2 separate regions of the Gossypium hirsutum genome follow, and region 2 is linked to region 1. Evidence: chromatin contacts called from public Hi-C data. All regions are on one chromosome and are shown on one strand. Each heading gives the region's core, a stretch centred on a gene start, on an enhancer-like site or on the middle of the called end of the contact. The rest is flanking DNA. Distances are from core to core; before and after follow the strand shown. Region 1 holds the start of LOC107901027 (sucrose synthase-like). Region 2 holds the start of LOC107901022 (fatty-acid-binding protein 2).

Evidence for each region. A called contact is a pair of places that touch in the nucleus more often than the background predicts.
Region 2: a Hi-C map of leaf shows a contact between it and region 1, with 3 times the contacts expected there. The contact joins the promoter of LOC107901022 here to the promoter of LOC107901027 in region 1. A contact is called at or near these places in 8 of 34 Hi-C or Micro-C datasets (anther, hypocotyl, leaf and 1 more).

The regions. Positions count from the first base shown.
Region 1 is chrD06:15,648,438-15,653,120 of Gossypium_hirsutum_v2.1, forward strand. It overlaps LOC107901027 (sucrose synthase-like), which reads right to left and starts at 1,478. Exons shown (of 14, transcript NM_001326897.2): 1 at 1,456-1,478; 2 at 757-862; 3 at 556-682; 4 at 321-472; 5 at 47-239. The coding sequence starts at 854.
Region 2 is chrD06:15,935,040-15,939,330 of Gossypium_hirsutum_v2.1, forward strand. LOC107901022 (fatty-acid-binding protein 2) reads right to left here and starts at 2,798. Exons shown (of 11, transcript XM_016826838.2): 1 at 2,581-2,798; 2 at 1,398-2,036; 3 at 1,074-1,293; 4 at 570-645; 5 at 361-463; 6 at 57-125. The coding sequence starts at 1,921.

The DNA.
Region 1 (4,683 bases), core at 228-2,727:
GATGTCAACTATAAAACACAAGTAACTGGTGCTTTATGTTGCATACCTTTCCTTTGTGGCAATGGACTTTGAGGAATTCAAGCAAAGGGTGCATGCTCTCCTTGTCATGGAACAATTTAGCCGAAAGGTGGCGGTTGAGGAACTCGACACCATTACCGATAGACTTGGAAAGAGTTGAGCGAGGGAAAGATGCATTGAAGGGCTCAAAATCCAATTCCAAAACGAAATTGCCATTTGCACTGCAAGAAAAATCAAAGAAACAGTGTTAAAATGAGCATTTACGAGTGAAGTAAACAAAAAATGAACATTTTTCAAGATACCTTCCATCAACAAGCTCTTCCTTGAAGTGAAGATACTCAGCAACAGTGAGTTCCTCAACAACAAGGGCGTGGACATTCACTTTAATATACTCCCAAACACCAGGCCTTGGACGAACTGCAAGTGCAACCCATGGTGGCAACACGATCGCTTCCTACAACACAAATGTCACTAAAATCAACACTAGTGTCACAATAAAACCCATAAGAGAAAACACAAAAAGGGTTTGTTTTATACCTGACTGGATCTCAATATTTCAGAAAATGCTCCATCAGCGAGCTTCTTTCTGGTTTCTTCAGGGATGGCTTCAAACTCTAGGATAATTTGATGGTGTTGCAGAATCCCTTTTCCCTTACCCTCGATCCTACAATAGAAAACAACAAAACTAAGCATTTCCAAAAGGAAAAGCAATCGTTGAAGGGGTTATATTTAAATTACCTTGTGAGCAAGGCCAAAACCTCGTTTCTATGGGCAATAAGGGTGTCATCCAGACGCTCCCGGAGGCTGTGTACTCGGGTGATCACACGCTCTGCCATTTTTCCAACTAAAAAAACAGAGCAAAAAACAGAGTAAGTGATGATGTAACATGATTATTAGTAACGGAGATGGATAAGCACCAAAAAAAAGTCAAAACCAACATAGATCGTATACAATTCTAGAAGACATTTTTTTTTCTAAACCTACCACCTTAAGCCACCAACCACATGGAATAGACTTTAATGTTAATCAAACTATGGTTACTGTTCAACTTAATTTTGTTGCAACAAAACATTTAGGAGATCTGATTTTTATTCTTCTTCTTTTTTATTATTTAATTAATACCCATTAATTGAAACCGAAAGATAATATTAATGGAGTTGAAAGAAAAATCTCAGAACAGCCATTTATTAAGTGGAGATGGCAGTGTTTTTGTATAGAAATTGAAGCAGAGTAACCCCTCTGTTGGTCGAGAAAACAGAGTTTTTGTTTCAACATTTTGAGTGGAGAAATAGTGTTCCTTGGCTGGCGAAAGAAGCTAGAGCCCAAGTCTCAGAAGCAGAAGGTGAAGAAAGAAGAGCAACATGGGGATGAAGAGAATTCAAAGGCAAAGAAAGTAAAAGAAAGAGAGAAACAGAGGAGCAGGTAAACGAAACTAACCAAAGGGAGGGGTTTAACAAAACGAATGAGAATGGAATGAGAGAAGCTGGAGTTTCAGCCCGAATTTATAGAAGAAGAAAGCTGCAAATGCAAACAAAGGACACACAGTAACTGCTGTTTAGAAACTTAATATTTGCGCTTCAATGCCAGTAATAATCGATATTTGTCTTGGAAGGAAAATAATGCTGTAGATTTATTAAATAAGGGTTAAGCTGGTAATTACAGACACTCAATTTTTTATGTTTAAAGATTTTAAGCAAATGTTTTCTTTTCCAAAAAGCGGAGAATGAAGCACTGTTACTGCACTCACCAATCATTCAACAAAGCAAATTTCCTTTTTTTTTTATTTAATCTTAATCAATTCAAGTGGAACTCTTAAATGAAATTTGAGAATAAAATATTAATTTTGTTTTCTATTCCACTTTAATTTTTAATGAATTTTCATCCGCTAATTAAATTATTAGGTTGGTTTGAGTTAGGCATTTCAACTATATTTTAAAGTTGGTACTTGTCATTAAAAAAACAACATGTCAGTCAATCATCCTCTCACTAAAATATAAATAAATATTAATATTAATATTAAATAAGAAAATTACCTCCCCACCCATCCCTAATTTGAAAAATTTAGGGTCTGTTTGATAGGGAAAAATATTTTTCGGAATTGATTTTCACATTTTCCAGTGTTTGATTGGAGGAAAATATTTTCCTTTTGAAAAATCAATTCTGCAACACGGGAAAATCAACCCATATTTCCGAAAAATGTTTTACCCCTTAGAAATCGGTAAGACATTTTCCACAGCTCATCTATTCACCTTTGAAACCATTTCCACAGCTCCTTATCATCCCTGTCTCATCTTCTCTGCTATTGTTGCTAATTTTTAAGCTGTATCCACAACATTTGTGTTTTGTTTTACTGCCGACAGTCTTCCCTAACCCTATCTCTCCTCCTCCCTTTTTTTTCCCAAATCCAAAATCAAGGCATCAAGCTACCTCCGTCCTCCATCGATCCACCTCCACCCAGTTCCAGAATCAAGCATTTAAGGGTTTGTTTATTCTCGAATCGCCAACAAATTCGTATTTAAGGTAAACCATTTGTTTACTGGTTGATATTCATAATTTGTTTGCATTCTATTTTGATTTTTGGGGTAATAATGTTGCTAATTTTAGCTTTTGCTTTACTGCCCTACAGTCTTCCAAATCTCTAACCTTATCGTGCCCTCCTCCCTTATTTTTCCCAATTCCAAAATCAAGGTAATGTCTATGCCCTAACGGTTTTTCGTTGTGTTTTTAAGTTGTTTTATTCGCGTTGTATTTTGCATAAGGTAATGTCTGTGATGTTTAATTCTATGTTTGTCCTTTATATTGTATTTTTTTCGTAATGCAAGTCTTGGTGTTTTGCTTAAGCTTGGTAAGTTGGAAATGAATTGAAAATGTGAGTCTTTTAACAATGCTTCAGCTTAGTAAGTGAGAAATTAATGGAAAATGTTGCATTTTAGTATAGTTTTAAAGTTATTCAATGTGATTTAGGAACTTGATTGCATTGATCTACTGGTTCTCTATGAGTAATATTATTGAGATTGTATTTTAAGATTGAGATATCTTTGAATGTTGTTGCTAAAGAATCTGAATACACATACTATTAGAATACTTTGTTATCACAACAGGATTATTTGCTTTGTTAGTTGTAGCCGTCTAGGCTTAGATTATTTTCAAAAGTTTGAGAGTCTTATTCTTGCTGTTGTTGTCAGCTAGACCTTTGAATTTATCTTCGAAACCCTAAACTGACTTGGACCCAAAATGATCAAACTTGTATTGACCTGGTATAAAAAAACCTCAGCCTCCCAAACCTTAAATGAAGACCTGGAGCAGAAATAATCCAAAAATTTTAAAACTCGAGTTGATCTAATCTAAAACAAATCCGATCTATTCAATTTACAGGTTTATTGGTCTGACCATTTTTACATGCTTAACATCACTTGTCTGTTTAGCTGGTTTAGCTTCATTGCTAAATGTTTGATTTATCAGTGATTTATTTGATTCATTATTGCATCCTGAATAAATGTATTATTATGTTGTGGGCTATCAGAAAGCTTAGCATCTATGTAAATTTCAGTCTTCCTAGTTTGATTATGGTATTAGTTACCAAATAGCTAACACTTTATGCTGATATGGATTTTTTTGTTGTTGTTGGAAAGGGTGTTTTTAGCTGTATTACCTATTTGGATTAATTAATGACAGTATAAAGGTAGGAAAAAATAAATTATGTCAAATTAAAGTACATTAAAACTCAAATATGAGTATATTTGAGGGACCAAAATTATAATAACCTAAATATTCTTCCTTTGGATGAAGGGACCAAAAGTCTTAATTGAGTATAATTGTGTTGTGAGGCATGTTAATAAGGTTATGGGTTAAGGGGTCAGGAATGAAGAAAACTCATGATCAATCATCATGTAGGCCTAGAACAACTTGTTTAACCATTTCAAACCATACGCTTCAGCGTTAATAGTAACCTTGGCTGACATTAGAAAGGACATCAACCTTTTTCCAAAGCTGCTCACCATGTAACAGTCAGGCAATGGCAGAAGTTATCCTGATCTTAGAACTGATTTAGAGGATTTGGGAATACTTAAAAAGTATCTATATTGCATTTAGAATAAACTTAGCTTTAGTACACAAGTGGCCAACAAAGAAAAGGAAATAAAAAACCTTAGATGCTGCATGAATGATGCATTTGGTGTATTGCAGGGGCCTGGATAGGATAACTCTTATTTCTTTTCTTCTTTTTTTTCTGAATGTCAAATATGATAACTTTTATCCAAGAACACATATGATGCTCCTTTAAAAGGAGGATACGAGTACCAATTTGGTTTCTCATACAATGTGGCCTAGGAGAAGCTATCCTCTTTATTCCTTCAAATCTGATCATCTTCATAATCCACTTCAATAAATGCACCACAAATGGTGGGTGAAAAGGAATGTTGAATGATAAGATAGCAACATATGCATATGACTTGGAAGAAAAGGAGAGGAAATACTTGATGTACTTAAGATATATGGTTTAGAATTACTAATCATGTAGGTCATATATTTGGATCCATATTTATTGATTAAGTTAGTAAATGTATTATTTATAATAATAAATGTATGTTTATGGCACTCTTTAAAGTTAGTAAATGTATTATTTATAATAACATTGTATCTTGTGCAATAGTTGACAAGTTTATT
Region 2 (4,291 bases), core at 1,548-4,047, 290 kb after region 1:
GAGTATTAAGTTGACAAAATCTTCAAAGGTGCAAGAAATGGAGAAAAAGAACTTACTCTCTTACTGTATTGACTTTCATCCCATTGCAGTTAACAACTAGCCTTACAGTCATACCAATATCCTCGCTGCACACATATAGAAAAAGCACCATAAGAAAATAGGCAAAGAAAAGACTTTAGTCTGCATAGACAAAAAGGGAACAAGAAAACAAGACTGAGCTTGAAATCCGTCCCAACTCATGGCTTTGAAGTTGAACACACAGTTTATGAATGTTCCAAGTCCTCAATAGAGCCTTGATTGGCATTTGGGAGCAGTTAAACTTCTAAACTAACCGTCTTGAGCATGGAAATTCTTCAGTACCTAAGAAGATCCTGATAAAGTTCATTGTGTTTGTTCAGTTCATCCACTGGAATAGAGGCATACTTTGCACCCAATTTCTTGCAAACAGAGTATGGATGAATATCTATAAGGGGAAAGGAAAATCAAGAATAAGTAGTTGAAGCACTAGGAAAAGCACATCATTAATAACACAAGGTAGGAGGAATGAAGCAAAATCCACAAGCACTTACAAAAACCAAATGCATACACCTTCAGAGACTTAATTTTGATGATCTTCATGGTTCTTGATCCAGTACCAACAAGCACCTAAAAGCATAGAGACATAGTCCAAGTTATTGTAAAAAGAAACCAGAACCGCCAACATGTAAAGAATGACCAGATCATGTTAAAGTGATGCAAGTCCCCGGTGTGACTATTCAAGTTTGACCTAATGATGTTTTGTGATTCAAATTCCATGGCTAACCTATGGAAACTTTAAAATCAGTTGGTTTAAATTTTCAACAAAGGTGTCCATAATGCATCTAAGCAACCATGGAAAGTAAATGGCTAAGAGCATTTTAAAAAAGAAATAAATTTCCAGAGAGCACATAAACCTACATTGTGAATATATTAAAATATAAATAGGCTGCTTAACTGATGCAAGAGAAACAGATAAAAAAGCATATCACAGATGATTGATACAAAGTGGGTTACTGAATGTCAGACTAGCAGCAGCAATGCCCACAATGTTTTACCTCAGAAGCTAAACTAGAATTATTCTGTGTATCTAATATGTTATCCAATATTGTTGGGAACTCAATGCCAGTTCTGGGTTCAATAGCATGTCGTCTCCGGTTCAAATCTAGAAAAGATAGACTGCCGCATCCTTGACCAACTTCACAAGGCCTTCGATCCATGAGTTCTTGCATTTGAAGTTCAGTGTTATCAAGTGGAACAGGTAGTACCTTTGAAGATCTGATCACATTAAATCAAACAGCTCAATCAAAAACCATGTGAACAGACAAACATAACACAGAAAGGTAAAAGAGAATGGAATTTGTGAGATAAAAAAACCTTACAAGTTGTCTAATGGTGGTATCAAAGCTGCAGCTAATGATAGCAAAGGAATGTGTCGGAGTGCTTCTGCTTCTCCAAAGAAGCTTCTCATTGCATAACTCGAAATTTTACCAAAAACAAGAGGGGTGGCAAATAGGCCTCTTGAATCAGAGGCAAACCGATATCCGGCAAGATTATTCTTACAAGAAAATATGTGCTTAACCAGAACTGAAGATTCACAACTCCTAGATTCCAAACCACGTTGATTACCAGATGATATATCCCTACTCAACTTCGAAGTTGACATACTAGAGAACCAAAACAGTATAGCCCCTGTAAACTTCGACATACAACTAAAAGCTTCTCGAAATGCGAGACTACCAGGTACATACAAATGTTTAGAATGGTACAAAGAGCTGTCAACAAACGAACTAAACTGCGAAAACAAGTGAGCTCCCAAACCATTAGAAACAAAGGGCTCCATGGGAAAAATATATGGAGACCCTCCTCCATCTAAATCCATGAAAAACAACCAAGTATTCCGCATACTTTGGACTTCAGCTATATGCCCAATCCAGAAACCTTAACCTTTTGTTTTTTTTTTTTTTCTGAACTGAGCAAATTGGGTGGTAAAGTTTACCACCCTTAGAGAAAAAAAGCACCTACAGAGAAAAAAAAATGATGATCCAATTAGAATTCAATTATGATCCATTTAAGAACAAGGAAGCATTTAGTAAATAGAATTACCCTTTGATGAGAAGAAGAATGATAATAGTAAAAACGTACAAAACCTAAGCATAAATAATTGAGAAGCCAAAGGAACCAACAATGTATTTTTGAATAAAAATGACTAAAGCAATTCATTTAACATTCGGTACAATGAATGGTAATTTTTTTCCTTTTTATAATTAATAGAAGTAATCTTTGTTCCTAGAAAATGAATAAAAAAAATATAGCCGTAAAAGAAAGAAGGTAATCAATAGAAGCAATGCTAACTCCAAATTCATCAAATGCAACCGAAAAAAAGAAAGGTAAATAATTCTAAATACATTCTTTAACAGGAAACATCAACAAAATTTTCGAGAAAAAAAAAGTTGAAAACCGCAAAATTTAACAAACTTCTTTTTTTTTTTCTTTCTTTTGGATCAAAAATTTCATAAAAAAGAAAACCGAAAATGCAAAGAAAATGAAACGTGAAGAACGCACCTTAAATGACAAGGAAAGAAAATTGCATGTGGAGATCAAGAGATTCAGATTACGGAGACGGAAATTAGGGTTATTTTTTCCAAAAAAAAAAAATTCTTTCGTTATTTTTTCAAAGAGGTTTTTATTTGATGGGAGAGAGAAAGGAATATGCTGTGTCAAGGGGGGGAAATAGGCAAAAGGTTAAGAAAACGAAGCCACAGTGATTCACAGCTATGGGAAGGACAAAAGTGGAAAACTAATAAAAATATTATTTATTTATTTTGAACTTTTTGGTGACGGTGACGGTTTGGCCCCCACTTTATATTGTAACAAATTCCCACTCAATTAATTAACTAGTGACGGTTCCAATTAACCCTTTATTATTTAAACAAATAAAGTTCACCAATGACGTTTTAGTAGTGTTAGATAATGCAATATTAAAGGTCTTAGGTACGGGTAAATGTTATTATTTTGAGTTTAAATTTTATTATGTATAGATTTCTACAATTTTATTCTGATTTAGGTACGAATATATTTTAATTTTTAGTTTGTCTCTGCTTTGTTCTGATTTCTTGTTTTAGTTCTAATTGATCCGATTTGTATTTGTAATTGAACCTATAATTATATTTGTAAACTCTTTTTCTTTACTTAAATAATATAAAATAATTAAATAAATATTAAAATGGGATAAAGGTAATAATATTTATGAATCTAGGAAGGAGCTACAGTTAAAAATCGGTGCAGCCTTACCTATCAGCGGCACCCGTCTCCCCAACCACCGGTCACATCAAATTTTTAAAAAATAATATTTTTTATGGGTGTGGCCTGGTTAATCGACAGTACCGGACTGAAATGCGATGACCTAAAATATTTAAGGACCTGAAATGTAAATTTTTTATTTTGATTGAAAAAGCTTTAAGGGTACGAACTGACAGCTTGGTGACACCAAACCTCAAATAAGATAATTTGATTCATAAACCCTTCTTATTTATTATTTCTTTTTATTTCCCTTCAACACAAAAAATAGAGAGGCATCTTATCAATTAGTCCAAAATATTTTTTTACTAAAAAGTATTTTTGTAAAAAAGCTTATTCCAACTGGAAATAAATTTTATTTATGTTTCGAAAAATTATTCGAACTGGAATAAAATAATTTGAAAAACATATTTTTCGAAAAATAAATTAACTTTATTTCCAGTTAAAATCGGCTTTTTTTACAAAAAAATACTTTTTAGTAGAAAAAACTTTTTGGGCTAATTGGTAATAGGCCACTCTATTTTTTGTGTTGAAGGGAAATAAAAAGAAAATAAATAAAAAGGGGTTAATAAGCAGTTTACCCTTTTGAAGTTTGGTGCTACCAAGGTTTCAGGCGGCACCCTTAAAGCTTTTCAATCAAAATGGAAAATTTACATATTAGGCCCCTAAATATTTAAGGTCATCACATTTTAGTTCAGTGCCGCCAATTGACCAGGTGACACCTATAAAAAATTATTTTTTTAAAACCTGATGTGACCGGTGGCTGGGGAGAGGGGTGTTGCCGATTGGTCAAGCGACACCGATTTTTCACTGTAGTTCCTACCTAGATTCGTAAATATTACTACTTTTATCCCATTTTAGTATTTATATAATTATTTTATATTATTTTGGTAAAAAAAACCTAAAAGAAACAAATAAAAATTATTTTATGCCAATGAAGATTTAGTAGTATTGGCAAAGGTTAAGACCATGTGAC